Linked DNA regions of Mus musculus: regions 2, 3, 4, 5, 6 and 7 are each linked to region 1. The links are chromatin contacts, called in public Hi-C, HiChIP or PLAC-seq and promoter capture Hi-C maps. All regions are on one chromosome and are shown on one strand. The core of a region is the stretch at or near the end of the contact, and the rest is flanking DNA. Distances in the headings are between cores, read along the strand shown. Region 1 holds the start of Txn2 (thioredoxin 2). Region 2 holds the start of Ppp1r16a (protein phosphatase 1, regulatory subunit 16A). Region 3 holds the start of Mfsd3 (major facilitator superfamily domain containing 3). Region 4 holds the start of C030006K11Rik (RIKEN cDNA C030006K11 gene). Region 5 holds the start of Rpl8 (ribosomal protein L8). Region 6 holds the start of Zfp647 (zinc finger protein 647). Region 7 holds the start of Nol12 (nucleolar protein 12).

Region 1 (2,988 bases), core at 269-2,768:
ACAGGACGTAGGCATGAGGCAGCATGTCTCCTAGTGTGCTAGGAAGACCATCAATCTGTCTCCTACCATACTGCATACTTAAGGACAGGCACAGGGTCTCAAAAGTCTTCATAATGAGTGTATGTAGATAAGCATTACACATGGTAGAGAGCCATAGTGAGCCCTCAATAAATACTTAAGTAAGACCCTCCATCTCTTACTGTCCCCAGTACTCACTGTGCATGAAAGTCCACAACAACTGGTGTCTCACTGTTGACAACTCTGTCTTGAAAGTCAGGTCCATCCTGGACGTTAAAGGTCGTCAAACAGACTCTGGTGGTGTGTACTGTCCGGGCTGGGCTGGGCATTACTGTTAGACCACCAGCATTGTACTGAGGGGTCTGCAGGGTCTTAGAGGTGAGGGAAGCCCACACACCCTGAGGAGGCTTCCTGGAGATGACTGAGGTCAGGAACCTCCCCAGGAGGAGCCGCTGAGCCATCTGTGGGAGCAAGAGGCAGGAAGAGCTGGGGCCATGCAATAGGAAGTCAACACACTAGGAAAACAAAGAATTCTGGAATAATGAGGTGTTGGGAACATACAGAATTGGAAGCAAGATGCATGGAAATACTGTAATATATGATTTTCAAAGGCCAGGTGTGGTGGGGCCCACCTGTCAATCCTCCTCCTGGGAGGCGAGGCAGGTGATATAAGGCAAGGTCAGTTTGGGCTAGACAATAAAACCTGGTCTCTAAAACCTCCCCACGACAACAAAAAAAAAATATCTAGAGGTGAGTAAGGAGTCAGCATCACTGAATAGACGTTAAGTTAGAAGGGCAGAAAAACTGGGTTGACAGCCAAAAAGAAATCAAGGCTGAGGTGGAATTATAAAAGGTCAATGGAGGGAGGGACAAGGCTCAAGTGCCTTACATCACTGTGTATAGCCCAATGCCCCCCCCCCCCACACACACACACATCACTGGCTCTCTCTGATCAACTCTGAAGAAACCTTATAATACCGTCCATACTCAGGGCAACAGGTAGGTTAAGTGCCATGCCCAACGTAGGCCAGTTTTTAAAGTACAGCTAATTGGAACCCAAGGCCGTCTGTAAAATTTTTATCAGTCATTCTTTTAAAAAAGTGTTTTTATGGGAAATTAAGGAAAGGGAAGCTGTCGAAGAATGAGCGAAGAAGACTCCCAACTACGGAAGGAGGAACTGAGAGGCGTAGGAACCGGCCATGGGGTACCAAAGTGAAGCGGGTGGCATGTGTACGGAGGGAAGCCCAAAGAATGGACACGTGTTGGGGAGGGTGGGGGACAGGGAGACTGGGAGCACAGGACGTGCAGCTGCCAAGGCCACCTCCTCCCTCTAGGGGCATCCCCCTGCCGATCGCCTTCCTGCAGAGAAGCGCGCCGCCAGCCCGGCTCAGCCCACCCCGCAAGGGCTCCTACCTCCCGGCAGTGCGAGCAGAGGGATGCAGAGCCCAGCCGGCCTGCCCGTCAAGGGCACTCCTGTTGTCACTTCCTCAGGGGCAGGTCTAGCGTCATTTCCGGGAAAGACTATGCGGACGACGTTTCTCTGCAACTTGGGGGCGGCTCGGTTTTTTTCACCAATGAGGAGGACGGAAAAATGTAGGGCTGAAGGGGCGCGACCGGAAGGAATGGGATCGTGGAGGAGGGACCGGAAAATGTGTGGGACCAGTGAGGGAGGAGATGGGTGAGAGGGCGGGAAGGAAGGAGTGGCTTTGGAACAAGCTCCTGCTGTGTTGCGCCTCTTGGCATTGCCCACCCTTGGATCTGAGCTCTGGAAAGGGCTGGAAGGCTGTGTTCACTTTAATGCCGAGGAAGCTCTGTTCTCGACAGAAGCTTAGTGTTAAAAGGAAGAGATTCCCGGGCTGGGGTTATGGCTCAATTGGATTCCTGTCTAGCACACCCAAAGCCTGGCTTCTCAATACCAAGTAAACTGGGTGTGATGGCACACACCTAATCCCAGGACCCCGGAGGGCTCAGGAGTTCAAAGTCATCCTCGATACTTAGGAACTACGTGAGATCCGGTCGTGTGTGTGGTGTGTGTGTGTGTACACATGTCGCATTAAGGGGTTATTCTGCCGTTTTTGATTCTTTTCTGCCCAACCTAACTTCTTATGATTGAGCAAGTCCCTCTGCCCCTAAGGGCTGGCGGTACTTCTAAAGCCCTTACCTTTTGTACTGTCATGTCTTACTTTTTGGAACTGTCAAGGAAGCACTATCCAAGGTAAAGTGTAGGGCTTTCTCTCCATTCCCACTGGCATGAGTGACTGAGGTGTAAGTCCCTCATTTATGCATATTGTAACCAGTATTCCAGCCCCTTACGATCGGGGAACACGTTGCTGTCCACCTTCCCTTCCATACCTTTGCTCACTTTGAACTTTGTCTCTGGGTACTTAGAACACCTGCTCACCTTATCTTCTCTGAATAGTACTGCTTTCTTCTCACTAGCGCCTGCTTTATAATCCTCCAGAACACATGGACAACGTCTCTTTCTGAGAGTAGGGACTTGTGGTTGTCTCATCTGCATATACTTAGCGCCAACCTGGTACAATGCCCAGCACAGAGAGGCTGTTCAATAGACACTAAGTTGAGAATCTTTGCGCACCTCAGCAAGTGGTTTCTGTCAGAGGGGTTATGTGATGTGTCCCAGCAGATGGACTCCATCTACCACCCTATTTTAACCCACTCTCTCAATAATTAGTGGTTTGCTGAGGCGTCTTTGTGTTCTACATCTGCAGTTGTGCCTGGAAGGCTCTCCCAGAGCTCTCTGAGAAAAGTGCTACTAGGTACTAGATTCTGCACTGTCTCTGGGTCCCTTTTCTGTCTGCTCCAGTGGAGGTCAGCCCTCGTCTTTGCAACTGACAGCCACCAGTCTCTGTTCATTGTTTTGTTATCTGTTTCTTTTCTTTTTTTAGATGTATTTATTTTATGTATATAAGTACACTGTCACTGTCTTCAGGCACACCAGAAGAGGGCATC
Region 2 (2,988 bases), core at 191-2,690, 1.3 Mb before region 1:
ACTACCCTGAGAGAGATGGGGAATTCCCAGGGGTTAAGACAAAGCAGCCAAAAGAAGTCAAGCCTGCCGGGCAGTGGTGGCGCACGCCTTTAATCCCAGCACTAGGGAGGCAGAGGCAGGCGGATTTCTAAGTTTGAGGCCAGCCTGGTCTACAAAGTGAGTTCCAGGACAGCCAGGGCTATACAGAGAAGCCCTGTCTCAAAAAAACAAACAAAAAAAAAAAAAAAAAGAAAAAAGAAAAAACAATAACAAACAAAAAAGTCAAGCCTTAGGTGGGGAGTCTGCTCAGGACTTGATGGGGGTGGGGATACAGATTGACAGACCTTCTGGACCAAAAAGGGAATAGAGTCTGTCCTCAGGAACAAGAGGAGGATACAGAGACTTAAGTGATCTTCCCATGAGTATGTTGTAGGTGCCCATATAGGCATGGCCATCTAATTGGTGGCTCTATTCTTGGGCTCAGTCACCATCTATGTTCTAAGTTCTCCTGGCTACTACAATGGGCAGCTTTGCATTGAGGGTCTGATTAGAGCGCTGATGGCAGAGGTTGGTGTCAGAGCCAACAATCCAAGACCTTCATGAGCACTAAAAGCTTTTGAGAATTCACCTTTTCCTGTGAAGCCCCTCCCCATTGTACCATCAACAGGACAGAGACCCTGGCAGGTGCCAAGGAAGGTACAGTCATGAGTGGAGGAGGGAATGGGGACACACAAGGAGGATGAGCACAGTGGGACTTCACTTCCTCTGACAGTTCTGCCCCTGGCTGGGTTGTGATCTTATCTCAGATTCTTCTTTTAGCTCTCATCTGTCTCCCCTCCCCACCCCCAATCCTATCACCTCCTGCCCCTCTGCTTTTCGTCCTCAGAGCTCTAGCTGAGAGTTCCTGTGTCTCACCTGTCAAATATCCCTATGGCCTCAGACCTATTCACTAAAGAAGACATTCTCTCCTGCAAGTCTGAGGTCTCCCTTTCCACTGGTCCTTCCTTGGTTCCAGTTAAAGCCTGGCTCCTTGAACTGACATTCAAGGCTCCTCATCGGGACTGCTTCTCCCTGATCACAGTGTCCCAGGGTCCAACCATCACCCAAACTGCTGCCCATCCTCTTTCGAGCAACGAGGGACTCCTACCCTTTAATCAAAGGATAGGATAAATAAAGATCACCCTTCCGGGAACACCTGAACATTTGCCCTTCCCGCCCTACCCCGGACATCAGGGTGTTAGTACCACAGAATAGAGCACGGGAATTAAAAAAAAAAAAAAAATCTTCCACAGTATCAACCAATCAGCTACCGGAGCTGACCCCGCCCCTGTCAATCTACAGTGGATGACTCTGTCCCTGGAGGACGCTCCTTAGGCCCCGCCCTCGCAAAACGACTCAGCCCAGCCTTCCCGCCCAGCCTTCCCGCCCAGCACCGCGGCTTCCGCTCGGGACACCTCGGGCCGGAAGTGTCGCGTTGCCATGGCGAGGATGGGCGCGGGGCCCGCCCCCGTGGCGCCTGGAGCAGCGCCGGGCTCCAGGGTCGGCCGGGCCGGGTTCAGGGAGCGGCCAGGGAGGTTCCAGGTGAGAAGGCCGGCGATTGTGAGTGAGGGTCGGGTCTATCTGGGGACGCGGGGGAGGCCCAGCACGGCTGGGCGGGGCATAGCGGGTGAGCCAGCGCCGGTTCTTCTGCGGCCCGGTGCTGGCCCGGCAATGGAGCGGGTCGTGAGGGGCCTGCAGAAGGGGCGCCAGCGAGGCGGCCAGCGGAGGGTGGGTTTTTGTTGTTGTTAGTTTTTGTTTTTGTTTTTGTGAAACCTATCAGTGAAGGAAGTTCTTGCAACCTGTTGGTCGGGCAAATCCATCGACAGTCTTCATTCTGACCTTAGGACCGCGAAGGGACTTTCCTGTGCTTCATGTGGGCTTTGGTGTTCAGTCAAAGCACACTCTAGAGCCTCTTACGGCTTCAAGTGCCCCTTTTCTGGAGGCTGTGCCTCCTGGATTGTGGTTGGGAGAGGAATGTAAATGAGCTTGTGAAAACTGTTTGGGCTCCTTTGGGTTCCTGACGGAACCAGTGCTAGAGGCTAGAGACAAGGAGGATTAATTATTACGGGTGCAGAAGAGAAGTGTGTATTGGCTTGGGAGGTAGAGCAAAGTTAGCTGACTCCTGACTGCTCCACTTTTCTTCCATATCCTTACTTGGGTGGTGAAGGTAGAGGCGAGAGGGCAGACCTCAGTGAGCCCTCTTGGGTGTCTTTGCTCCCTAGGTCTTCCCTTATAGGATTGGGGTTTTCTTTGGAGGCTTTGTCTTGCTTTAAACACCCTGGCTCTTTAGAAGGCCACCTGATTCACTTCATGGAAACCAAAGCTGCCACTAGCTCAGCATGAGAGCCGGTTGGGTTGAGGGACTGGAGGCCTAATGAGACCTGCCCTAACCCGCTGGCTTCATGTTGTCATGGTGATGGGACTTTCAGGTCTCTCAAGGGCTGCTAGTCTGCCTCTGTTGCTAGTTTTTGCCCAAGGAGGTTTTTTTTGGGGGGGGGGGGCGGGAGGCGGGGAGGGTTTTCCTCTCCTAAGGCCTGGTTTGACTTCCTTCCCTGTTGGCTCAGGCCTTCCTATTCCCCGCCTCTTTTTTTTTTTTTTTAAGGAATAATTCTTTTAAGTATTATTTATTTATTTATCGTTTTGGGGTGGGTACATGCCATGATCCACGTGTAAGTGGTTAGAGGATATCTTTGTGGATCTCCTGGAACTGTCATTTTGTAGTTGTGAGCCACCCTGTGGTTACTGGGAACTAAATCCTGGTGCTCTGGAAAAGCAGCCACCTGTGCTCTCAAGCTCTGAGGCATCTCACCAGTTCCTTTACTTTTTGTTTTTGAGATAGGGTCTCACTATGTAGCCTAAGCTGACCTTAAACTTGCCGTATAGCTCAGGCTAGCCTCAAATTTGCTGCGGTTCTCCTGTCTCTTAGGTGTGGATAAGTCATCCAACTCCTTTCCAGTCATTTCGAGTCTT
Region 3 (2,988 bases), core at 305-2,804, 1.2 Mb before region 1:
AGAGACCTCAGAGGCTGTGTCAGAAACAGTAACCTTGCTCCGGGACACAGCCGTGTGTGCCAACCACAGTAGGGAGGTATTCAGCTCTTACAGCCAAGTTAGGACTGACAGCAAGGGCTTGGGCGGTGCCCACCTCCGGCAGAGCAGAGCAGGGGAGGTCCTTTTGCAAAGCACATTTAGGAACCCTTGGGGCAGATGTGTGCTAATGGAAAGATACATCCTGGACTGGGAGGCTCAGGATGAGCCCCTGTGCACAGTAGACACTGCTGGGGTTCAACTTGTTTGGTCTGCAGTGTTCCTCTGCGGTAGGCAAAGCCGTCCTCCATCCCCTAAGTTTTGTGGTACTGGGGATTGGACTCAGGACCACTGAACTATATCCTGCCTGCCACCCCTTTAAACAGCTAAGGTATCCAGGGCAACCTAAACTCATTCTTCTCTTGCCTCAGCCTGAAGAGCAAAATTATAGGGGTTTACAATCATGCCCCAAAAGTAGAACCCATTTTATAGATGTGAACACTTAGATCCTGAGACTATCTGGAAGTGGCAGGATAGCCCCTCCGTGGAAGCAAGGCAGTGCCAGGGTGCTAGGACTTGGACACTGTGTCCAAACACAAAAGAAGTTCCACCCAGTTATCTACTATAATTGAGTCAGTTAACCCAAGGCCTCATTTAACAGTCTCATTGTGGACTTGGGAGGGCACAACTCTGAGAAGGGGGAGAGACTGGGCATGAGCCTTCCCTGCAGAGCCAGAATCACGTGGTCTGGACTAACTACCCTCACTGAATACTGAAAAGGAAGTGGGTATCACGGGCAATAGCTGACTAGGTCCTGCCCTTCCCCACAAAACTCCTGCTTCTGTGGTCACTGACCTGGGGGCAGCTCTGAAGCCACAGTCTCAGCAAGGAATGGGGAGCAGTGCTAAATGCATTGTGGGGCAAAGTATTGGCTCTGTGAGCTAAGTATTAGAAATGCTTCGGGAGCTGGGCGTGGTGAGCCCGCCAGTGGTGGCGCACCCGTTTAATCCCAGCACTTGGGAGACAGAGGCAGGAAGATACTGAGTTTGAGGTCAGCCTGGTCTACAAAGTAAGTTCTATAAAGAAAACCTATCCACACACACATAAAACCAAACAAACAAACAAACAAACAAACAAAAAACCGCTAAAGTGAAAATGCTTCTTCTGGAACGGATCTGGTATCCATTCAGCAGACAGGAAGATACCTTTGAGACCAGCCTGTTACCTCAGCTTCCTTCCTAGCCACTCACATCTACCCGCTGGCATTGTGAGCAGCAGGCTGTCGTGTCCAGGTTTGGCACGAGGGGCGCCAGAGCAGATGATTTGGGTCTGTGTAGGTATCAGTAACCTGCTTAACATTTGGGTTTTAGGCCAATTGAGGACTAGTAGGGGGTTGGCTCCACCCCCAGCCCGGGTTGCCCCGCCTCTCCCTCACCCTGACCCCTGCGCAAAGCATGCCGGTAGTTATGGGCTGTGCAAGACTGCGGTCCCACCATGCGATAGGACCGGTCTATCGCTCCGCATTTTTCTCCCAGCTTCGGTACTTCCGGGATTTCTGGTCCCAGTGTGCGTGTCGGGATTACAGCCTGACTGTCCCCGGCCCTATGTAGGAGGACCAGACCCTGACTGTTCATCCTGAGCCGTCCGATCCCACCACGAACGGGCCATGCATGGGAAGTTGCTGCCGCTGGCCGGCCTCTATCTTGTGCAGGGTCTGCCCTATGGACTGCAGTCCAGTTTGCTTCCCATTTTACTGCGGGCCCGTGGCCTCTCCCTAACGCGCGTGGGTCTAACCAAGGGATTGTATGCTCCATGGCTGTTAAAGCTGGCGTGGGCACCGCTGGTGGACAGGCGGGGCACCCCGCGGGTCTGGTTAACACTCAGCACACTGTCCCTGGGCTTGGTGTGTGGACTGCTGGCTGTGTTGCCTCCTCCGCAAGCTGGCCAAACAGGGCTACCTACCACCGTGATGGGGCTGCTACTGCTGCTGAATCTGGGTGCAGCGGTGCAGGATGTGGCTCTGGACACACTCGCTGTGCAACTCCTAGAGCCAAAGGAGTTGGGACCTGGGAACACTGTACAGGTGGTCGCTTACAAGCTGGGATCAGCACTGGCTGGGGGTGGACTGTTGGTCCTCTTCCCCACTCTCTCTTGGCCACTGCTCTTTTTGCTCCTAGCTGCCACCTACTGGCTGGCTGCTGCCTTAGCCTGGGCTGCACCAGCCTTGGGAAGGCTGCCATGGCCTCAGGCCTCAGAGCATACACCCCACAGCTCCTATCTTCTACAAGATTTGCTGGCTGTGCCTGGGACCCTCTGGACAGCGGGCTTTGTGCTCACCTACAAGCTGGGTGAGTGAGGCCTGCAGTTAGTTACCATCGAGCTTAGAGCCCAAACTCTATGTTGGTCCCTAGGGCCCTGAAACCCACTCAGGGGACTGCCCTATGCTGGAATACCAGCCCAGAGCTCTGTAGCTCAGTTTTGTTTCACCTCTTAACTTCCCTCAGCTCCAGCCAATGCCCAGCCCTTTCTCTTCTAACATCTGGGGCCCATGAAAATGAAGGGGACCAGGGGCCTGACTGGTTGGAGTACTGAGGCTCCTGGAAGAAAGACTGGGGCCATCCTTGCTTACGGTCTCCTGTAGGTGAGCAGGGTGCTGGCAGCCTGTTTCCACTTCTCCTGCTGGACCATGGTGCTTCTGCCTCAGACTTGGGGCTATGGAGTGGCTTGGGTGCTGTGACCTGCTCCATTGCTGGCTCCTCCTTGGGTGGGGCTCTACTGGCCAGGCACTGGTAAGCACTCCCCAACCCTAGCCTGACCCTCAATTCCACCGGTGTCCCAGGTGATCTTACCATAGCATCTCTCAATTCCCACCCCAGGCAGCCACTGAAGCTGTTGAAGACAGTGCTGCAGCTCCGCCTTGGGAGTTTGGCTTGCCAGACTGCTCTGCTCTTCCACCTCAACAGCCCAGGGGCC
Region 4 (2,988 bases), core at 161-2,660, 1.2 Mb before region 1:
GACATCTAAGTTAATCTAGAGTGTTGGAGCAGAGGGGTAACCTGCGAGTACTACAAAACCCAGAGTTTGCTCTAACCCTCCCCACACAGCCCCAGCTGGAGTCTCAGGGCGGCGGGGCAGCGGGCAGCAGCGGGGCCAGATCCATAGTTAGGGCGATGCGGCGACCTTGCCAGTGTACGTGAGAGGGGACCGTAGGGGAGCTAGGCCCATACTCGAAGCAAGCGCTGAGCTCGAAGGCCAGGGCCGAGCGCACTAGACCCACACCGCCTGCGCGCTCCGGGGCCGGGTGGTACAGGCGCCCATTGGCCGCCAGGGGTAGCAAGCGAGCCGGCTCGAAGGGTATCGCCAGCGCCTCGCCACCGCCACAGTAGGAGAGACGAGGTGACTCGCTGTCGGAAGCCAGGAGGTGCGTGAAGACCACTGGCCGGTCTTCACAGCGCAGGAAGTTACGCTCTCTGCCGCAAAGCGAGAGGAAGGGGAAGGAAGCCTCGTAGCGCCCGCTGTGGTTGGGTCTCAGACGGGAGAAGAAAGTGACCAGGAACTGCAGGTCTGTGGGAACAAAAGGCACGATCATGCTCGGTGACCCAGCTTCCCCGACACGCTCCTTTTCCTGGGAATACCAGCACTGGCACGAGACAGCGGCCCCCCCTCGTGGATGGTGCCTTCCCTCAGAGTCGGGGAGCCGAGGCCCTGAAGGGTAGAGAGAGACACGAGGGAGCAGTGCAGTAAGCAATACCTTTGAAGCAGGTGATAAAGTTCTTCATTTTGGAGTCATCTAGGAAAAGCTGCAGAAGGGACACAGTGGACAGTAAGTCCTGGCAAGAAAGCCGGTGGTGTTCGCTGTCCTTGCTTTTCTGTCTAATGTGTTCAGGGGGGCATGTGGAAGGGCCCTGCGGACTCTCCCCACATCTACAGACAGGTTTCCAGGGTTGCAGCCCTCACCCCTTTTTCTACAGCAGGTTTGACAGCCGCTTGTCCCTAGCAATCGCGAGCAAGCACTCGGCTCTGGGACTGCTGCTAGGACAGGCTAGTGTGCGCGGGATTACGATGCGGTGAAAGCGGAAGGCCCCGGAATTAACTCTTCCAGCCTGGGCTTTGAAAGGTTCAAAGCCACGCGTAGCACCTATCCCAGGTCTCGCCTCTAGAACTACTCCCCACCCGGTGCCGATGGATTCCGCAGTCCCCTCAGGTCTCCTCCCTCTGTCACACGCCAGGCACACCTGGCCTTGGTGATCCACATAGTAGAAATACTCGCGGGTTCTGGGCTCCGGGCTTTGACCCTGTGTGTAGGAGACACGCTCGACCCCACTGCAGGTCCGAGCTCTCTGCGACCTCGCCAAGACTAGAGCCAAGTTACGCACTGCCCCACTAGGCGGCCACATTCTTCCACACCGGAAGCGGATCACACAGTGTTGTGCCTGGGGCTTTGGGTTCCGCCGGCAACACGTGCTCGGAGGGGCGGAGCTGTCTATCCCGCCCCCGGAAGTAGCTGCCAGACGTGGACTCCCCCGCCCCCTTGTCAGAAGTAACCTGAAAGAAACACAATCAGCGAGTGTGCACTTGAACTTTATTCACACGGAGCACTGTCCCCTCGAGCCACACGTACGAGGGAGCGCCTGCGGCCGAGAGGCCCTGGAGAGAGAGGCCAGGACCTCCGCATGACGGGACTTTTGTTTTTAATAAATAAAAACTCTAAAAATATATATATATAAACAGGAGAAATGAAGTTTGACAACTGTTGGAACTCAGATTCCAGAATGGAAAACGCAAACGAGTCCAGGCAGGTCTCATCCACGCGCCGCCCGTGTGTGGAGTTTGGTCAGAGGCCGCGAGGTCAAAGGAGGGTGGTGCTAACTTGCTCAGCGCGAGGACCGCAATGGCAGTTCAAGAGCTAAATAGCATCTGGTTAAAACTATGTCCTTAGCAAACTTAGTTCTGTCGTTCTATTTATATCTTTATACACAAGTAGGCTGGGTATCGGATAGATTCTGTAGTCAAAAAACAAAAAACCTCTCGCCCTCCCTCACCCGCCCCAAGAAAGCCTGCCTAGCCCTGGCCCTAACCCAGAGGGCTTTGGTTTGGGGCCTCCCCTTGCACAAAGACCTATTAGGCATCGAGCCGACGGAGCCAAGTCCTAGTAGTGGCCAGCACAGCTCTCCAGAACGCCTCTAACTCTCCTTCTGGCCCCAGCCAGAGGCCCCTAGACTAGGGTGGGAGGGATCAGGGCGAGAGTGCCTTGGTGGAGGATTGCCCTGAAGAGGGGACAAGGTCCTGTTGCCCTGAGCAACGCGGTATGTGCTTCAGCCGACCAGGAGGGCAGTGTCGCTCGGCTCCGGGAAACAGAAGGCACTTCTCGGGGCTGGCTTGCGACTGGCAGGGCGAGCCGGTACCTGCAGGAACTGGCCGCGAGATATGGCGCGGCTGCTTGGCCCCGGGAGGGCCTAGGGCGGGGCCGGCGTCTGGCGGGGCCTGGCATGCTGCCTCGCGCTGGGGCCTTCCCTCCCACCTTCCCGGGTGTCACCCTAGCAGGCGTCCATAGCCCGCGTGCTATAGCACGCCCTCCATGAAGCTGGTATCTAAATGCTGAATGAGCACTCGAAGGAAGGACATCTCCTTTCGTGTATTCTCGAAGATGACGCGAGGATCATCCGACTGGCAGCGCAGGCAGTTGGGTGCCATCACCATAGCCAGGTTGCTGACGTCCATTTTGGTGATGGCTACGTTGGCTGGCTGCACGAACACCTGTGTGAGGGGGTCCGGGTGAAGGGAGAGGAGAGCAGAGTGGAGGGTAGGCGTAGCTATTAGGGGATGAGCTGAACAAAGTGGAAGGTTGGCTGGGAAGGATGGTAGGTGGGCGTGGTGCGGCACTGGATGCAGATCATGCATACCTGGAGGAAGCGAATGAGGTAGCACAGCACCATTCGGTTGATGCGCGGTAGCGCGTGCACCACGGCCACAGCAGCCTCCGGGCTCTCGTAGTGCGCAATG
Region 5 (2,988 bases), core at 360-2,859, 1.0 Mb before region 1:
TATAAGGTGTCTTTTTTCAGGGCTGGAGAGATGGCTGAGCAGTTAAGAGCACTGACTGCTCTTTACCTAGAGGTTCTGAGTTCAATTCCCAGCAACCACATGGTAGCTCACAACCATCTGCAATGAGATCGGATGCCCTCCTCTGGTGTGGCTGAAGATCATATAAAATAAACAACAATTTTTTTTTTTAAAGATGTCTTTGTTTCTGAAAGGACAACCCAGTGGCAGATGCCTATATAGGAAGAGTGTGACAGGGCTGAAAACTTGCACATACATTTACAGACTCTCACAAAACTGTCCTGTGGGCCGGTTGGCTGAGATATACCCTAGTGCTGGCAGGGCCCTATGCCCTGCACGGTTCACAAGACAAAGCACTAGCAGGCATCCTCCCACAGACTTTTCTGTATAGGCATCTTTCATTCTGGTTCTCTTCTGGGCTGACTCAACTCCTTACCCTGCCCCTGGGTGGCTTGATTTACCACTCTGCAAGTCCTGGAACCCTGCCACCCAAAGCTCCACTACCCTTCTGGAATACCCTGTGCACCAGCATCCTGTGGAACTTGAGCCATGACGATAACTCGGTGTTCTTTCCTCGTTTGTTTGTTTGTTTTTTCGAGACAGGGTTTCTCTGTACAACCCTGGCTGTCCTGGAACTCACTCCGTAGACCAGGCTAGCCTCGAACTCAGAAATCCACCTGCCTCTGCCTCCCAAGCCCTGGGATTAAAGGCATGTGCCACCACGTCTGGCCTGTCCCTTCTTCTTTTCAGTGTGTCAGATCACCAACCCATGTCCCTTCCTCCTCAATATGTCAATTTTAGCCTCTGCCATGTAAAATCTCCCAGTTCTGACAAACCTCTCTTACCAATTGGGACCCTGACCCTCAGTTACCTCCCTCTCAGTCTACACGTTTATGCCATTGACTACTTAGGTTTCACTCAGATGAAGAACCTCTGTTTGGGGGGCTCTGTGCCACTTTATCGCCCTGCATCGCTGCGTTCCTTCCCCGCTTTAGCTCTCCAGGGTCATTGCCCCCACCCTCTTTCCAATTGCTGAGGCCACTAACTTTTGGCTTCTTTGCCAGACATCTTGAGAACTCCGCAGGTGACCTTCTTAAATCCCAATCATTATCTTCTTGTTCTTCTTCACCTCCTTCCTCCCCTCCACCCCCAACCCCCTACCCCAGACTGGGTTTTCTTTGTAGCCCTAGCTTGTTCTGGAACTTGTTTTCTAGCCCAGGCTGTCCTGGAACTCCGCCTGACCCAGTCAAATTTCAATCTTCTAGTTCGGCAAAGCACTAGGTTTCCAGTGTCTGCACATCCAATCTCCTCCGTCTGGGCCCAGCTCGGAAGCTCAAGATTCTGCGTGGCGTTGCCCTGGACAAATCCTTCCACCTCTTGAAGCCTCCTCTCTCCCGCCCTTCCTCCGTAAGACTCTTGAGTCGGTTTCTTCAGAGTCTGCCTCTCCCCAGGACGACAAGTTTCAGCAATTGCCTTGGTTCAGCAATTTGGTAGACACACAGGACACCTGCATGTGACTACAAGACCCGACAGGCATTGCGCTGGGGAAGGGGCGGAGTTATGGCCCCGCCCCGGAAGATAAGGCTGCGTTGACCCGTCTATTTCCTCTTTCGGCCTTGCTTGCCGGCAGGTAAGTTGTGCTCTGTCCGCTGCGGGTTTTGAAATTATCCACCGCCATCCGCCGCCGTTAACTACTTGGCGGTCTGTCATGCGGCCTGGCCCACTCGTCCAGGATCAGAAGGGAGGGATGGCGTTGCTTTCGGCCTTGGGGGCTGGCAGGAGGCTGGGGATTTTTTTGGACGCTGAACTCGAACCATTTCCAGACTCGCCGCCATGGGCCGTGTGATCCGAGGGCAGAGGAAAGGCGCGGGTTCTGTTTTCCGTGCGCACGTGAAGCACCGTAAGGGCGCCGCGCGCCTACGTGCTGTGGACTTCGCGGAGCGACACGGCTACATTAAAGGCATCGTAAAGGTAGGAGGGCACCGGCGGGAGTTAAGCAGGCGGGGAACCGGGCGTCTCGAGCAGGCCTTAGAATACAATACACCACCCTGACCCGTAGGACATCATTCATGACCCTGGCCGCGGCGCTCCCCTCGCCAAAGTCGTCTTTCGGGATCCCTACCGATTCAAGAAGCGGACAGAGCTGTTCATCGCAGCGGAGGGGATCCACACTGGACAGTTCGTGTACTGCGGCAAGAAGGGTGAGCCTCCAGGCGGGGAAGGAAGGAAGGGTTGGGCCCGGGACTTTGGGTGCTGAGCTGAGCTTCGTGGGTTGGGATCGGTGTGGGTTTGGCATGGCTTTTAGCGTTAACAGTCGTTTTGCCCCCTCTCTCCACAGCCCAGCTGAATATCGGCAATGTTTTGCCCGTGGGCACCATGCCTGAGGGTACGATCGTGTGTTGTCTGGAGGAGAAACCTGGGGACAGGGGCAAGCTGGCCCGAGCCTCCGGGAACTACGCCACAGTCATCTCCCACAACCCAGAGACCAAGAAGACTCGAGTGAAGCTGCCTTCGGGGTCCAAGAAGGTCATTTCCTCTGCCAACAGAGCCGTTGTTGGTGAGTGCGGGAGGGCAGTGGGGCCTTGAAGACGCGGGTGGTCGGCATATGAACTGCCAGCTGCTGGGCCTAGGCCATAGAACCACATTGCTTATTTTCTTGGTCATGGGAGAAGACTAACAGAATGCAACTGGGGATTTAGTTGTAGAGTGCTAGAATACCTACTTCGTAAACAACTAACTGATTCCTGTCCTGGGGATTTGATTCTTTTCTGGTCTCTGGGCACTGTATAAATGTGTATGGATACAGACATGTAGGTAAAGATGCCTGTGTATACATAAAATTAGGTTAAAAAAAGATTACACCGCTTGACACTTTTGTGCACTGTGACCTAGGAATTCTGATCCTGCACTTGAGTTTAGTTGGTTCATTTTAGAAAAGATAGGACCAGTAGTGGCTGTTAAAAGATGTTC
Region 6 (2,988 bases), core at 306-2,805, 1.0 Mb before region 1:
CGCAGAGGTGGAAATTGAAACATCTGTATGGCAAGAAAGCCCCAGGGACTGGTCACCTATATGGTGGTAAGGTGGCTTATTAGCTCTAACCTGTTAGTCCCATTCCACTTCTCTGTGTCCCCTACAAGGAAATCCCCAGTGTGCAAAATATCAGAACTAATGTCCACCCAGCTTTAAGTATCTCTATAGTGGAGCTCAGGGGAACCTTCCTTTTATGTTAGTGACAGGAATGTCCACACGCATTAGTAGGAGTGCCTGATTCCAATCATTCTAGAGAGCTCCACAGGAAACTGCTTCTAGTGTCACTATGCATTCACTATGTCAGGATGCTAGGCAGAGTAACATTTAAAAGAACTACTGTGGGCTGGGGAGATGGGCCAGTGGGCATGACATCCAATGTCCTTCTCTGGCCTTAGAGAATACAGCTGTGCCCATACTTCATCGCCCACATACAAGGGAGCTATTATTGTATACAATTTTCCTGTGTGTGCGTGCGTACCTACACATCAGCAAGCACATAGAGGCCAGCAGACAACCTTAGGTGTTATTCCTTAGAAACCTTTCACCATTGGGGGGGGGGGGGGCGGGGGCGGGGAAATACGGTCTCTTACTGGCCTGGAACTCACCAAGTAAGCTACTAAGCGGCAGAGATGGGGATGGCAGCACTCATCAGCACATCCAGATTCAGGTGTCTAACTGAGCCATACATGTGGAGGCTGGAGGGATGGCTCAGCGGTTAAGAGCACACGTTTTTTTCCCCCGTCTAGGACCCACACTTGATTCCCAGCACCCACATGGCGGCTCACAGCCAATTCCAGGGAACCCGATGCCCTCTTCTGGCCTCCGTTGGCACCAGGCATGCACATGATATACAGTACAGATACACACGCAGGCAAAGCACATAAATACATATAAAAAAATTAAACAAGAAAATGCCACGTTAGAGAAGTTGTCATCCATTAAAAGGGGCCTTTGCAAAGTAACAAGAGAGCAACAGCAGAAAAATAAAACAAATCCAAGAAGAAGCTGGGCTAATGGGGAGCAGAGCGGAGCACCTTCAGTTTGACAAGAAATGTCCTTCGCTGCTGAGGATGCATGGGACTTAAAATGCTGTATGGTGGCCCTGACTGTAGTCCGGGTTATGGGAGAGGATCGTGCGAACCCAGGACTTCCAGGGCAGTCTGGGACGCGGTTATTTCACCAGACAAAACCTCATCCACTGCCCAAGCCAAACCAAATTAACCAACCAGTAGGAAACCGTATGCACATCAGAACCGTCTGAACTCCGGACCGGGCTAGCGGGAGCCACCGCGAAGGGTCCCGGGGAGGGGCCTGGAGGGTTCGAGGGACCGGAGGGTGCAGCCTGGGTCAGCAGCCCGGCCGCAGCCATCCATCGGGGGGAAGGGCTGGCATACGCGAGGGCGCGGAGCTTTGGGTGCGGATGAAGGAGAGGGTCCCGCGCAGCCGACAGAGCGCCACTCACCATCTGCCGCAACCTCTCGCCCTGTGGCGGCAGCTTCGGCTCCCTAAGACAAAGGGGCCGTCCCGCCCCGTCTGCGCAGTCGTCAATCTCAGGGGACCCCGCCCCTAGGTCCCCACCCCCAACCCCCACCCCAAGTCCCGGACCGGGACGCGGGAGGATCGGATGGCCGTCCGCCTCCAGCTCTTCTTGCAGGACTTGATGCCCTGCGCCCCGGGGCCACCGAGAGCGTAGGCCTCCGCTGTGCCTAGAGAGACCGCGTGCTGACCCGGACCGCGCCTGCTCTTTGAGGCTGTAGCGGAAGCGGCGGCCGCAGTCCCTACAAATCCGAGTGCCTCCCGGCCTCGCCCCCTCCCTGCCGCCCCTCTTCTCCCGAGGGCCTTCGGTCACTTCCGCCAAGATCTGTGCTTGCCCTCTAGCGATTTCCCTGGTGGCCAGGCAGCCTGGACCACTGGTCTCGAGACCCATCAGGCTGACTCGGGCTGCTTGGGTTTAGTTTACAGTGTAGTGTGTGTTCAACTTCTTAAGGGACGGCCAGTCTGTCTTGTGTCCTCATCAACACATTCCCTAGACTAGCAGTGTATGACAGTTCCAATTGTTGTTTGTATTTGCCCACACTTGGTGTAAGCAGGCTTTTAGAAATTTAGTTATTCGGGGCTGGAGAGAGGCTCAGCGGTTAAGAGCATTAACTGCTCTTCTAGAGGTCCTGAGTTCAATTCCCAGCAACCTCATGGTGGCTCACAACCATCTGTAATGGGATCTGATGCCCTCTGCTGGTGTGTCTGAAGACAACTACAGTGTACTCACATACATGAAATAAATCTTTAAAAAAAATTGAGTTATTCCAGGGCTAGAGGAATGTACAACAGACTGGGTGTTTGACAAACGTGCACGAGGCTGAGTTTAATCACTCGTATCCATGTGAAAAGGCTGGGTGTAATAGTGCTTGCTTAGAACCCCAGCACAGGGGAGGCGGAACAAGGCCGAGCTGTGTAGGGCTCTCTGGCCAGCCAGTCTAGAGTCACTGGCAAGCTTCAGGTTCTGACCTGTTGAGAAGCCCTTTCAAAAGATAAAACAACAAAATACCGTGGTGCGCAGCTCCTCAGACTGACCCTTAGTGGCCCTGTATGCACACATATTCTCTGCTGGAAATTAAAGTCAGGGACTCTAGTATAAGCATATAGTATCTCAGTAGCACTCGATCCTACCCTCCGTTATGGCTTCAATTTTTATTTCTCTAATTGTAGTGGTTACGTGTCTTCTGTTACAAAATACTGGCAGAGGCAGAGGAGGCAGAGGCAGAGTCAGAGGGCCAATCTCTGTGAGTTTGGGGCCAGCCTGGTCTATAGAACAAATTCCAGGACAGCTGAGGCTACACACAAAGCATGGGGCTGGAGGAGGAAATGTCTGGGAGATAGGGAGCAAGAACAGCTCTTGTGGATCAGGGTGATGGAGCCTCCAGGTTTTTGTTCTTGGATTTTTAAAGTGTGTGTGCCCCAGAGGGGGCC
Region 7 (2,988 bases), core at 353-2,852, 1.0 Mb after region 1:
CCATCTCTCCAGCCCCGACCCACACTTTAAAGATAACTTCTTCTCAGCATCCAGCATAGAATCTCCGAGTGGGGGACCCGTGTGGGAGGAATCAGACATTCATGGAGTGCCACACCTACGTGGAAGTGAGGCTCATTATCACAGCCTGCTTCCCACCTCTCTGAGCAGACATATTAGCTTCTGAGGGAGTGGCCAGGAAGCTGGGAAGGGAGACCAAACACCAAAGCTCAGACAATCTAGCTCACATTTGATCACTGGCACAATCCCTGCTCTCCCCCCACCCCGTTTGGCTTTGGTTTTTTGAGACAGGATTTCTCTGTGTAGCCCTGGCTGTCGTGGAACTTACTCTGTAGACCAGGCTGGCCTCGAACTCAGAGATTTCCCTCTGCACCAACTGAGTCTGGGAGAATATTGTGTTATGCACTTCTGACCCGACACACTTGTCCCACCACAGTCACGGCTCTCAGTTTGCTGCACGCAGGAGCAATATTCAGGGTCACCAGAGAATGTTCTAGAAATGGACATTCTGGGGCCCTGCCAAGTGTGTTGAACCCTGAACCCTCAATTTGGATTTCAGCAAGCCTTTAAGTGCATGCCAGAGTTCCAGGGCCACCTCTTTACAGCCTTACAAAGTCACTACAATGATCTCTATTTTATAAATAGGAAAGTGAGACACAAAGAAAAAGGCAATTTGGGGGCTGGAGAGATGACTCCAATGGTTAACAGTGCCTACTTGTCTTATAGAGGACCAAGGTTTGATTCTCAGTACCCACATGACTCACACACCATCTGTAACTCTAAGATTTATTTATTTATTATATGTAAGTCACTGTAGCTGTCTTCAGACACACCAGAAGAGGGAGTCAGATCTCATTAGGGATGGTTGTAAGCCACCATGTGGTTGCTGGGATTTGAACTCAGGACCTTCGGAAGCAGTCGGGTGCTCTTACCTGCTGAGCCATCTCACCAGCCCCCATCTGTAACTCTAGTTGCAGGGGATTTCATACCGTCTTCTGGCCTTGTAGGTCCTCATACAGTAGACCTAAACTCACTTAGGCACAGTATTTTTTTAATCTTACTTATTTATTTATAGACAGGGTCTCTTTATTGTCTAGCTCTGCTCTGGTTGTCCTGGAACTCACTGTGTAGCTTAGGCTGACTTTGATCCACCTGCCTCTGCCTCTCAGGTACTGGGATAAAGATGTATGCCACCTCCCCTAGCCCATAATTTATGATTTAATCTTTTTTTTTTAAAGGGGGGCAATTGCTTTTGAGTCACATACTTTGTAAAGGAATACCAGTGTTTGCATCTAGGCAGTTTCCCTCGCTCAAGGAAATCATGAAAGAGTTGACATCTGAATTCAATTAAGTTCAGTAATTCTTAGCGGTTTATAAATAACTCCAGATTGAGCGCTTGTTCGAGGCAGGTCAGATGATGGAATCGGGGAGCCTAGTTCTCACCGAAGCCATTCTGGGAGGATTGTTCAGAAGACCTGAACCAAAGCTGAGGCAGGACGGGAGGCTCCTTTAAAAGGTGGAGCCAAATCTGCGGAACTGTGGAACAAGGCCACGAAGAGCGCCCTACCGGAAATCTGAAACTGCTACACCCGGAAGTGTTTTAAAGTCAGAAGCGGCCACGCTGCCGGAAGCTTCACTGCAATGGGCCGCAACAAGAAGAAGAAGAAAAGAGATGGAGACGACCGGCGGCCCCGGCTCGTTCTCAACTTTGATGAAGAGAAGCGGCGGTGAGTGGCAGGGTGGAAAGAGACTCCCGTCGGGCTGCCGGGGGAAGCGCGCCAGGCACAGGGCGCGCACGCCCACGCGGAGGGTTCTTCCGGCCCCGCCCCTGGATGTAGCTGGAGCTCGCCTTCCTCTTTCCCCACCTCGGGGGATGGAGTCGCCCGCTCCTCCCTCGCTGTTTACGGCTCTCAGCGCTGCGCCTTGGACCACCGGAGTGCCGCGCCGTCTATTGTCACAGCCCATAGCTGGCTCCCAGTCGTTGTTGACGAAGGACGAGCCGATGGGATGAGAGAGGTTTAGTTCATTGATTCACGCACCAGACTGCGTGCCAGCCAAGCCTGAGACCAGAGGCTGAACTGCTTTTTAGTGTCACCGTAAATAGCACCTTGTGGTCTGATGGCTCTCAACCTGTGGGTCGCGACCCCCTTAAACCCATCGGAAAAGAGATAATATTTACATTACGATCCATAACAGTAGCAAAATACAGTTAAAACCCCTGGTGTAGTGTACCAACGGAAACCGTAATTGCAAAGCCTGGTAGTGCAGACCTATAATCCTAGCCATCCCGGATGCTGAGGCAGGAGGATTGCAAAGTAAAACCCTGTGCGGGAAAGTTCAAGAACGGTATGGGCATTTGGACAATTTGTCCCTGTCTCCAAGACAATATAAACGAATTAATTTATTAGACCATTTGCCTAGCTCGAATAAGGTACTAAGCGTAATTAACTTCCAATACAGCAAACTCAGGAACAGCAGAGATTAGACAGGAAGAAGGAAGCACGAGTCAGGAAGGTGGGGGCACTCCTAGGACCCGCCACACAGGACCCAGGTGGGTTCAGGAGTCAGGTGGCCTTGAGGACTGGTTGTTGGTTGGTTCAGTGAAAGAGTTTTGGGGTCTGGGTGAAGGCATTATTAGAAAGCCTTACTAGAAGTGACTCCTATGAAATAAAGTTTGCCAGTGTGGGAACAGTGACCACCAGCTCTGTGTATTGACCACCTGGCCTTTTGTGTACTTAGCAAGGGGCAGGAAGGCCAGGTGAGCTAGGTGACGTTTGGTTAGTGATGGAGCGCGTACTGAGACTATAGCTTCCAGCATAGGTGTGTGGTAGGTTATACCACCCAGGATTATTATGTAAGTACACTCTGATGGTCCAGCAAGGACTCACAACTCATTTCTCGAAGGTACCTTTGTCATTGAATGACTTGTGACTGCATTGTCTGTGACCTTGGATGAGTATCCTAGTCTCT

The links. Promoter capture Hi-C pulls out the DNA fragments that hold promoters and counts their contacts. A called contact is a pair of places that touch in the nucleus more often than the background predicts. HiChIP or PLAC-seq counts read pairs in DNA pulled down with a chosen protein or histone mark.
Region 2: a promoter capture Hi-C map of pre-B cells shows a contact between it and region 1, with 4 times the contacts expected there. The contact joins the promoter of Ppp1r16a here to the promoter of Txn2 in region 1. A contact is called at or near these places in 3 of 39 promoter capture datasets (hippocampal neurons, liver and pre-B cells).
Region 3: a promoter capture Hi-C map of pre-B cells shows a contact between it and region 1, with 4 times the contacts expected there. The contact joins the promoter of Mfsd3 here to the promoter of Txn2 in region 1. A contact is called at or near these places in 2 of 39 promoter capture datasets (liver and pre-B cells) and 2 of 115 datasets of contacts at active chromatin or transcription factors (astrocytes and forebrain).
Region 4: a contact with region 1 is called in a Hi-C map of B cells, with 12 read pairs. The contact joins the promoter of C030006K11Rik here to the promoter of Txn2 in region 1. A contact is called at or near these places in 2 of 39 promoter capture datasets (cranial neural crest and liver), 1 of 484 Hi-C or Micro-C datasets (B cells), 3 of 115 datasets of contacts at active chromatin or transcription factors (astrocytes, forebrain and pancreatic cancer cells) and 1 of 9 other capture datasets (liver).
Region 5: an H3K27ac HiChIP or PLAC-seq map of embryonic stem cells shows a contact between it and region 1, with 2.8 times the contacts expected there. The contact joins the promoter of Rpl8 here to the promoter of Txn2 in region 1. A contact is called at or near these places in 1 of 39 promoter capture datasets (erythroid cells) and 5 of 115 datasets of contacts at active chromatin or transcription factors (astrocytes, embryonic stem cells, microglia and 2 more).
Region 6: a promoter capture Hi-C map of hippocampal neurons shows a contact between it and region 1, with 7 times the contacts expected there. The contact joins the promoter of Zfp647 here to the promoter of Txn2 in region 1. A contact is called at or near these places in 1 of 39 promoter capture datasets (hippocampal neurons) and 2 of 115 datasets of contacts at active chromatin or transcription factors (bone marrow-derived macrophages and forebrain).
Region 7: a contact with region 1 is called in a promoter capture Hi-C map of liver, with 5 times the contacts expected there. The contact joins the promoter of Nol12 here to the promoter of Txn2 in region 1. A contact is called at or near these places in 4 of 39 promoter capture datasets (hippocampal neurons, liver and pre-B cells) and 1 of 115 datasets of contacts at active chromatin or transcription factors (pancreatic cancer cells).

Annotation. Positions count from the first base shown.
Region 1 is chr15:77,927,476-77,930,463 of GRCm38.p6, forward strand. It overlaps Txn2 (thioredoxin 2), which reads right to left and starts at 1,519. Exons shown (of 4, transcript NM_019913.5): 1 at 1,432-1,519; 2 at 217-479. The coding sequence starts at 479.
Region 2 is chr15:76,670,203-76,673,190 of GRCm38.p6, forward strand. Ppp1r16a (protein phosphatase 1, regulatory subunit 16A) reads left to right here and starts at 1,441. Exons shown (of 12, transcript NM_001358933.1): 1 at 1,441-1,560. It also overlaps a transcript of Foxh1 not described here.
Region 3 is chr15:76,699,988-76,702,975 of GRCm38.p6, forward strand. It overlaps Mfsd3 (major facilitator superfamily domain containing 3), which reads left to right and starts at 1,555. Exons shown (of 5, transcript NM_027122.3): 1 at 1,555-2,363; 2 at 2,657-2,804; 3 at 2,892-2,988. The coding sequence starts at 1,682.
Region 4 is chr15:76,722,435-76,725,422 of GRCm38.p6, forward strand. It overlaps C030006K11Rik (RIKEN cDNA C030006K11 gene), which reads right to left and starts at 1,411. Exons shown (of 3, transcript NM_145472.2): 1 at 1,221-1,411; 2 at 737-785; 3 at 1-549. The coding sequence starts at 1,382. The coding sequence ends at 104. It overlaps Arhgap39 (Rho GTPase activating protein 39), which reads right to left. Exons shown (of 12, transcript NM_001168288.2): 11 at 2,889-2,988; 12 at 1,551-2,742. The coding sequence ends at 2,548.
Region 5 is chr15:76,902,462-76,905,449 of GRCm38.p6, forward strand. It overlaps Rpl8 (ribosomal protein L8), which reads left to right and starts at 1,610. Exons shown (of 6, transcript NM_012053.2): 1 at 1,610-1,648; 2 at 1,842-1,989; 3 at 2,078-2,219; 4 at 2,357-2,575. The coding sequence starts at 1,852.
Region 6 is chr15:76,923,893-76,926,880 of GRCm38.p6, forward strand. It overlaps Zfp647 (zinc finger protein 647), which reads right to left and starts at 1,556. Exons shown (of 5, transcript NM_172817.3): 1 at 1,484-1,556.
Region 7 is chr15:78,933,331-78,936,318 of GRCm38.p6, forward strand. Nol12 (nucleolar protein 12) reads left to right here and starts at 1,603. Exons shown (of 6, transcript NM_133800.3): 1 at 1,603-1,745. The coding sequence starts at 1,660.